Regions from separate parts of the Sus scrofa genome. Here region 2 is linked to region 1. The links are chromatin contacts, called in public HiChIP or PLAC-seq maps. All regions are on one chromosome and are shown on one strand. The core of a region is the stretch at or near the end of the contact, and the rest is flanking DNA. Distances in the headings are between cores, read along the strand shown. Region 1 overlaps LOC106506480 (a long non-coding RNA gene). Region 2 overlaps PARP8 (poly [ADP-ribose] polymerase 8).

What was found. HiChIP or PLAC-seq counts read pairs in DNA pulled down with a chosen protein or histone mark.
Region 2: a contact with region 1 is called in an H3K27ac HiChIP or PLAC-seq map of alveolar macrophages. The contact joins two enhancer-like sites. A contact is called at or near these places in 2 of 2 datasets of contacts at active chromatin or transcription factors (alveolar macrophages and skeletal muscle).

What each region holds. Positions count from the first base shown.
Region 1 is chr16:30,250,461-30,254,616 of Sscrofa11.1, forward strand. All of the region lies in intron 1 of LOC106506480 (a long non-coding RNA gene), which reads right to left. Among named protein-coding and RNA genes, the nearest start is that of PARP8, 52 kb to the right of the region's middle. Within about 2 kb of position 1,436, at least 17 of the 83 cell types and tissues checked have an H3K27ac peak or open chromatin away from gene starts, as enhancers often do. A contact at or near this core is called in alveolar macrophages, where this site is marked.
Region 2 is chr16:30,384,230-30,388,614 of Sscrofa11.1, forward strand. The region is part of intron 3 of PARP8 (poly [ADP-ribose] polymerase 8); the gene reads left to right. Among named protein-coding and RNA genes, the nearest start is that of PARP8, 82 kb to the left of the region's middle. Within about 2 kb of position 1,677, at least 1 of the 83 cell types and tissues checked has an H3K27ac peak or open chromatin away from gene starts, as enhancers often do. A contact at or near this core is called in alveolar macrophages, where this site is marked.

The DNA of each region.
Region 1 (4,156 bases), core at 186-2,685:
CATTCTAATGAGAAATCAGAAGCTCATGTTTCTTGGTTTCTGGTCTAATACTAGGTCTAATACTAGAATCCCTTCATAACACCTCAATTCATCATACATTTTTATAGTCCAGGTTTATATTTGCATAATACTATTGCCTTTGCTGTAGGCGTTCACAGCTATCTTCTCATTTGCATATAGTTAAAAGCCACTACATCTAATCATATCAGCCACTACCTTGGGATATTTTTGCCTTGTGACTGCACCTCCTTGCTCTAGGCCCTCAGGTAACAGCACCAAATCTTGCATTGTTTTTTCTTTAATGCTTTCTCATCCTCTAGGAGAGATGTGCAGAATATATATCCTTTTAAAATATTATCTTAATAAACATCACTCGGGGTGGAGGGAGGTGGATGAGTAAAGGAAGGGGATACTTCCCCCCAACAAACCAACCAAAAACCTCTTGCAAAGAACTATGACACAGTCTGGATGAAGGAAGTCCTCTTCACAACAGAAGCATAGTAGCCCAGAAACTCCTACATATAACCTCACAGTACTTTCTGTTACACCTCATCGTTTTCTAAACTTTTTCACACACTGTCTCTCTGTTCCTTCTCTGGGGTACCCCATCCTACTCTAAACATAATTCTTTTTTTCTAGAAATTAGTTAGGTCCTTTTCTTCCAAACATGCAGACTTTTTTCTTTTCTTTCTTTCTTTTTTTTTTTTTTTTTTTTTTTTTTTTTTTTTTTTTTTGTCTCAGTTCGCCTATGTCAAAGGGACTGGAGGAAAATAAAACCAGTTCTGTTCCTTAAGCCTGCAGAATCAATAGGAGCAGAAATGACGTTTTTCACCTAGATATTCTTAGCATCTTGCATTGTTCCTGCCACATGCAGGTGCTCAGGGTGTGTGGATCAATGAAGAATTGATAGGCCATGTGGAATTTCCATGGCGTACCCACTTTCCACATGTTCTCATGCAGCCCACCTTCCTCTAGAATGTGTTGTTCTACCCAGTTTAAGTAATTTAGCAGCTGCTTTTAGACACATGTATCATTTAGACCATGTTGCCTCCATCTCACCAAGCATCTCACAGCCCCCTGAAGGAAAGCAGGGGATTTTTACCAAAAAAGTGGTTGAGAGAAATGAAGCCATTTGTTGAAAATCACATAACAAGTTGGTGACATATCCTGAACTAGACAGAACTCAAGTCTCTGGCTGAGAGTTCAGTGCTCCATTCATTTAGACCACACTGCTTTACAGGAATAATAAAAATTCCCATAGTGCAGTCTGACTAATAAGATAATACTGAGACAGATCCATTGCCCAGAAAGCATTTGACCACACGTCATCCTGGTCCCCTTCATGTGCTTTGTTTATACACTTTACGTGGGTAGCGGGCAGATAGCACAACAGCTGTCAGAAGGAATTGAGGCCACAGTTTTATGTTCCTGAATGTGTTGAGTCATTTCCCTTAGTTCACACTTCTGCCTCACTCTGTCTTCTGAGTTATTATCATGGCTTTAATCTCGCTTTTATTTTGACAGTTGGGATTTTTGTAGCCATTATCCAAATGAAATATTGATTCTCACTTATGAGCTTTAATCCTTCCCCAATGGAATTGGCTATTTATTTGATACAGTAGCTAAACCAGTAGGATTAGAAACACTTTTATGAAGACATTAAAAGGTTGTTTACAAAAACGACAGTTAATTTACAGAAAATAGAAACTGAAACTTGAGATGATTGCTATCAGCTTTCTCTAATGTGTACTCAGCTCTTTCCCCTTGTGATGTAAATTAAAAGCTTTTTTTAAAGAAGACCATTACCATTCAGGTGAGAAAAAGCAGCCAAGTCACCGAATTAGTTGGTAAACTTATGATTTCCGGGCTCCAAGTATTTTTATATTCTTTGTAATATAGTTGTTATTTCTTTGGGCCTTTCTCATATTGTACTTAACTAATCCCCAGGTAAGGAAACTCTGCCTAAGACAATTTCTCAATTATTTATTATTACCTGATAAAAACTCAGCTTCTTTTATATGTATTAGTAGTAGTCTAAAAATGACAGCTCTCAATGAACAGGATGAATCAGTTTGGGGACCAGAGACTCAAGTAATCACCATTAGGGAAACTAGCAAATAGTAGAAGCCTACTCAACTAGAGGGAAGGCAGGCAGGGCTGCGTCATGAAAATATTGGGGAAGCTTGTTGGAAGGGCAAGGGCTAATGCCGTTGATCTTTACACTTGTAAAATATTTTGCTTCTTGCTTCTGCTTGAATGCCCTTTGTCATTTATTATGACTGGATTTATAGTTCCAATAGGGTTGTACCTAGGGTTTTGACCATAGTGAGAACAAACAAATCACTGGATGGAGCTGAAGCCATAGATAAATGACATGGTAGGGATTCATGCACAGATTTGCTCTGTTGCCCTTTCAGATTTCTCTTACCATCAATCCATCTGGCTGGTGCTCTCTGAAGGTCATCAGAGGTCAATATAATTTCAGTAAGATTTTAACTGAAGGATGACCTTAACATTCAGTGACATTCAGCCCTGTTTATAAGTGAGAAGCCACACCCCTTGTTGAATGGTCACCTTGTGCATGAGTCACCCAGTTTGTGTCACGTTTCCCAACAGTGCTTATGCTCTGCTACATTAACCACTATTTCCATAGCCCAGCACCACCCGCCCCACTGATGATCCAAACAATCTGAATTATTTCTCTGTCTTTGTCAAGGCCCTCTCATTCCTTGCCTTTGTGTTCTTGCATACACTGTTTCTACTTGGAATGTCGTATATAGCTACTTTATTTTCCACTTCATCATTCCATCATCCACATGCTCTATAAATTATCTATCATCAGAACTGATCTTACTTGACTCTGCTTCAAAATGCTTTCCCTGAACTCCCCCTGAATTAACAGTTTTCTCTCCTAAATTACCATTTGTCATACATTAGTGCACACCTTCTCTAACTGTCATGAAATGGACTAGATGTGAAGAAGTTGGAACTTGAAATGAAATCTGTACTTATAAAGCAGACTCAGGGAGAATAGGCCTGGCTGGAGGTGATGGAGAGTTTAGATGATGTTTTCAGAATCCAAGGATGTTAACAACCAAAAACCAGTGCAAACCCAGGCAAACTATCTGTGCAGGGCCTAAAATTAGGTATTTCAAAGAGTAAAACTGACTTGAATTGTGTTAGAAATTGTGTTAGTAAATAGAAGGTGGACAGGCAGAGGTGTGGTACAAAACTACTGGGAAAAATGGCTGAGATATAACAAAACTAACACATGGCCCAAGTTGTTAAGAAATTAAGCCTCTTGCTGAGTCACTGAATCAATTATAGGGGCATAAGACAACATAAGAACATAGATTAGATCAGGGTTAGCAGTGAAATAATATTGAGTTCTGAAATAATGAGCTAGAAATATTTAAATCTTTCTTGCCAAAAGTAAAGGTAAATATAAAGGACATTTATTGGTTCTGGGTGAATTTCAGGTCCTTTGTTAGGAAGACTAGAAAAAAAATATTCTCTTCCTCTGAAAGTGAACAGTGAAGCATAAAATCCCAAATATAGCTGCAGGTTCCATCACCTACTGATTTGTGTGTATGGTGCATGAAAAGAAGGCTCAGAAACAAAAGCATATGGAAACACATAGAAGGCGGCATTTACTTGCAAAGAAATGTGAGAAAGTCAGACTTCAGAAGAGCCAGCCCAACAAATTAAAATACAGAATGAGTATTTTAAAGCAAACAAACAATATTATGAAGATTATCAAGCTCACATTTGTGTATTCATGGTAGAAATCAGGATTTTATTTTTTTCTTTTAAGGGCTGCATCTGCAGCATATGGAAGATCCCAGGCTAGGTGTTAAATCAGAGCCAGCCTATACCACAGCCACAGCAACGCCAGATCTGAGCCACATCTGCGACATACACCACAGCTCAAGGCAACACCAGATCCTTAACCCATTGAGTGAGGCTAGGGATTGAACCCACACCCTCGTGGATTCCAGTCGACTTCATAACCTACTGAACCCCAATGGGAATGCCCTAAATCAACCAATTTTATCATGGTTACCATATTCACAAAGTTCATGACATTTCTTTAAACAATAGCATTGCAGAGGTCAACTATAGAGTCGTCTTCATCAAGAAGTTAGCAACTTTAAAG
Region 2 (4,385 bases), core at 427-2,926, 130 kb after region 1:
CTTTAAAAATGTTTCCTTTTAGGTTCCAAAAGCGGTGTCCACAAAATTGAAAGTTAGAGCCCCCCCCACCACCAAAAAGATGAATCTTCCTCATCTGTCAGAAAGTTGAATATTAAAACAGGAATAACAACAGCAGCTAAGCAAATAGCTGCCATTAAATGTGTAATTCTTATTGCACTAGATCTACGGTCAGCAGAGTCTGCCTTGATTCTGCTTCCACAGGAAAAGTCCACATACTGGTGCTGAGTTTAGATGTACATTCAGAACAGGTATTCTAATCCTGTTTTGTTAAACTGCCACCTTTCCTTGGTAAAACCATCCACATGGCTCTTTTTGTATTAAATATTTGTTTCTCAGAGGCTGTCTTTTAGTTACGTATTCACTGGCTTAAGAATGAATTGCATTTCCTAATTGAATATCTAGTAATCAATTAACTTTGTGGTCAAAATATGTCAGATTTAAATACATTACCCTTGTTTTCAAATAATTGTACTTTCCACATTAATCTTGTGAGAATAAATCATTTTTCAAAAGCTTAATGAAGAGTGAAAGGCTAATTGATTTCAGTAAGCACTTAGAAATATTATTCTACAGTCTGAAAGTGTTACTACTTTCCTATTTCATTGCTGACCTCCCAAAAGACTATAGTCCAGAAAGAAGCAAGAAAAACAGTGGGTGGAATTGCAGATTTCTACATCCAATTTTACATACATATAGTATCAAAATAAAATAAGAAATCAGATGCCCATTTAGAACCAAAAAAAAAAAATCATTTAAAGACAAGGAAAAAAATGTTATACCCTAAAGGAAATTGTCTTTGACAAACAGAAAAAACAATAAATAGCATGCAAATTTTATTGTATAATATCTAATGTATTTTCAGGTCATCTAATGTCTAATGATGCTTTCAGGTCATCAGTTCTATAAAAGTTATGACTGTTATTTAAAACCCTAAATAAATCACTAGTGTATTCTCTACTTTCAAATAATTAGGCAAAAATCATGAAATTAAATCAAGGATATATGTCTATTAGTTATTACATTAAAATAACTCAAGCAGTTTAATAGGTCCATGTTCAAATTAGGATGATTTTGGTTGTAAGAAACATCTTTTATGCGGACTTAAGCTGTAAAAACAAAGTTCTTTGTTCCTGCTATGAAAAGTTCCTTGATGACCAGATGTAGATTTATTTTCATTAGGGCTCTGCCTCTGTCTCTGAAATTTTCTAAGCTCTACCTTTCTCTGTTCACCATGAGTATTAGACTACCAGCAGAAACTACGGCTACGTGTTTCCTCATTCACAAAAAGGAGGAGTGAGTGTCACTTCCCAAAACCATTAAAGTTCTAAGGTTTACTCTGAATGAATCCCTCTGAACCAACCACTGATGCCCAAGCGTAGGCCAGGTGACTTCTCTACTTTAGGAGAGGGATCAGCAATTCTGGTTGGCTGATCTCTCTGGATGAGAGGAGGGATTCTCCTCCTGCAAATTCAAGAGCTTCCTCGTGCTGCAGGAGGGGAAGGAGGAGGATGGAGAGTGAGGAGGCCTTGTGGATGTCCGTTACAGAATTATTCTACATCTTCTCATTCTTGAATGTGGAGGATGAAAGGGAGTTTAGAAATCATCTTCATTGCTCATCTCCTCTCATCCTGCAAGCTGCTTTCTTTTGCATGTCATCTTCCATGTGATCCTCTGGACAAGATGAGGAACTAGATGTTATCTCACCTAACAAGTAAACAGGAGGAAGCTAACCAGCCTAATTTTCTCAGGTTCATGTGGCTCTTCTAGGCAATATTCTAAAGCCTGTGCTCTTTCTCCTGTGCTCTTCAGGTTGTAAATGAAATCATGTTTGCTATGTAATTTTGTGAGAAAGGTTATTCCAGATTGGAAGCTCAAAGGATGTATACATTTTAAATAAAAGTTGATTCCACAAATAATGACAGTATTCCTACTATGTGTTAGATATATGGCAGATGCTGAGGAAAACAGGTGCCTTTCAATCTTAATAGATTTCATGGGGGAAGCAGTGTTAATGTCATGCCAATAAGTGTAAAATTACAAACTGTGTCTGCTCTGTGTAAGATCTGTCCAAGTCTGGGAAGATTGATCAGAAAGTTTTGCCCTAGGAGGTGACATTTTGAGATCTGAAGGATGGGAATGCATTCACAAGGCAAAAAGGACAGGTGGAGGGAGAGAGAATTCCAGGCACAGGAGGCAAGGCATGGCTAAGAACTGAAAGAGTCAGTCCTTTTTGTTGGAGCATAGAGAGTGATGCAAGAGGATGAGACCTGTAGATTGGCTGGATCCTGCAATATCTTTAGGTGGTGTTAAGAATCACATTTGGTATTCTACAAAAAATTATCTTGGAAACAACTGATTTCATGTATCTTTATTGGAGAAAGTCAGTGAGGTAATATCTTAGGATTTATTGCAGTTGTCCCTCTGAATATAATGTTTTCTTAAAACATGTTTTCTTGCCTCTACTACTTCAGTCATAGAAGTAAGGCTTTATTCCATTGTATTAGACTTTTCATCCTTGACATGCTGTGCAAATCATTTCTAGAAGCTTTAGGCTTTTTACAGCTATTTCTAACATGAACCTAGATGTAAAATGGTGAAGGTAAAGGCATCTACATTTTAGTGAATATTTTTTATCAAAAAAGTATTGAATCAGTTACAGTTGCAAACTGTGCAGACAAGAAAAGTCTAGACATTAAACTTTGGAGGAAGAAATATGGAAATTTATATATATATATGTATATATATATGTATACATACATTTGTATATGTAAGTAAATTTAATGTAGTTTTCAGGTAATATATATAATTAATTTAATGGTGGTGACTTGGCACGCTTTATCCACTATTCATGACCTGCTGGGATCGCATTTGTGACCTCCTCTTATTTTTGGTTATGATTAAAGAAAGAGAAACAGGACTTTTTTTTTTTTTTTTTTTATTGTCTTTTTGCTATTTCTTTGGGCCGCTCCTGCGGCATATGGAGGTTCCCATGCTAGGGGTCCAATCGGAGCTGTAGCTACCGGCCTACGCCAGAGCCACAGCAACGCGGGATCCGAGCCACGTCTGCAACCTACACCACAGCTCATGGCAATGCCGTATCGTTAACCCACTGAGCAAGGGCAGGGACCGAACCTGCAACCTCATGGTTCCTAGTCGGATTCGTTAACCACTGCACCACGATGGGAACTCCAGGACTTTATTTAAATATACTGTTGGCCTTTGCATTTGACTAAAGCAGTATAAAAGAATGATTTTGCCTGTACCATATGGTACATTAATACCATAAATAATGCATCTAGGTTACTATTCAAAGTTAGACTTAGGTCTTTCAAGTTCATCCTTGTTGAGAAGATGGTTTACTTAGAAGTCTAAACGTTTGGCCTATAATACGGTATTTAAAGCATAGAAAGTTGCTGACTCAGCCACTTCCCTAAAATCAAACAAAATAACACCATTATGTTTGATCCCTTTACTTCACTTGCTGAAAATATAACTTTAAAATTTTTTTAAATAAGGAGTTCCTGTTGTGGCTCAGTGGGTTACGAACCTGAGGAGTATCCATGAGGATGCAGGTTTGATCCCTAGCCTCACTCATTGGGCTAAAGATCTGGCATTACCCCGAGCTGTGGTATAGATTGCAGACTCAGCTCGGATCTGGCATTGGCTATGGCTGTGGTGTAGGCCAGCAGCTGCAGCTCTGATTCTGCCCCTGGCCTGGGAACTTCCATATGCTGCAGGTGCAGCCCTAAAAAAAGCAAAAATAAAATTTATCAAAATAAGCCTTGAAAAATGGGAACAGGCATGTTATTGAGAAACTCAGTGTTTATTGGGCAAGCGTCTTCACCCTTTAACCTTTGTGGCTATTTATACATAACTTTATATCAACTACTTATTTCCTTGGTGGAAAAGATTGGTCTCCTGCAATGAGAACTTGGTGACCTTGTCCTCCTGTTGACCAATACAGAAGAAGGCAGGGGGATACACACACAGGGTTTTCACTGGAGACCTTGGATAAAGTATGCTTATTCCTTGCACAGAAAGTTAATGTTGCACCAAATTCCTTCTCAAACATTTTCCGTACCTCTGCTTCTTCTGTCTAGGCGAACTGACATTCCTTCTTCTGTCCTTTCAAGAGAGGAGAAGGTTAAATAAAGACTTTCATGTGTGGTGCTCTCCTGACAAGTAAACTATTCAAATTACTGATCAGCTTGAAATGCTAACATGTTTACTCTTTTGTGAAAACAACTGGTGCTTCCATTTTGGGAAGCATGTCCCAAGATCTTCCCCTATATCATGTCATTGCATTTCAGCTGATGCTATCAGGAGGTAATAATTGAAGTATCACCCTCATTTTGAAGATTTGA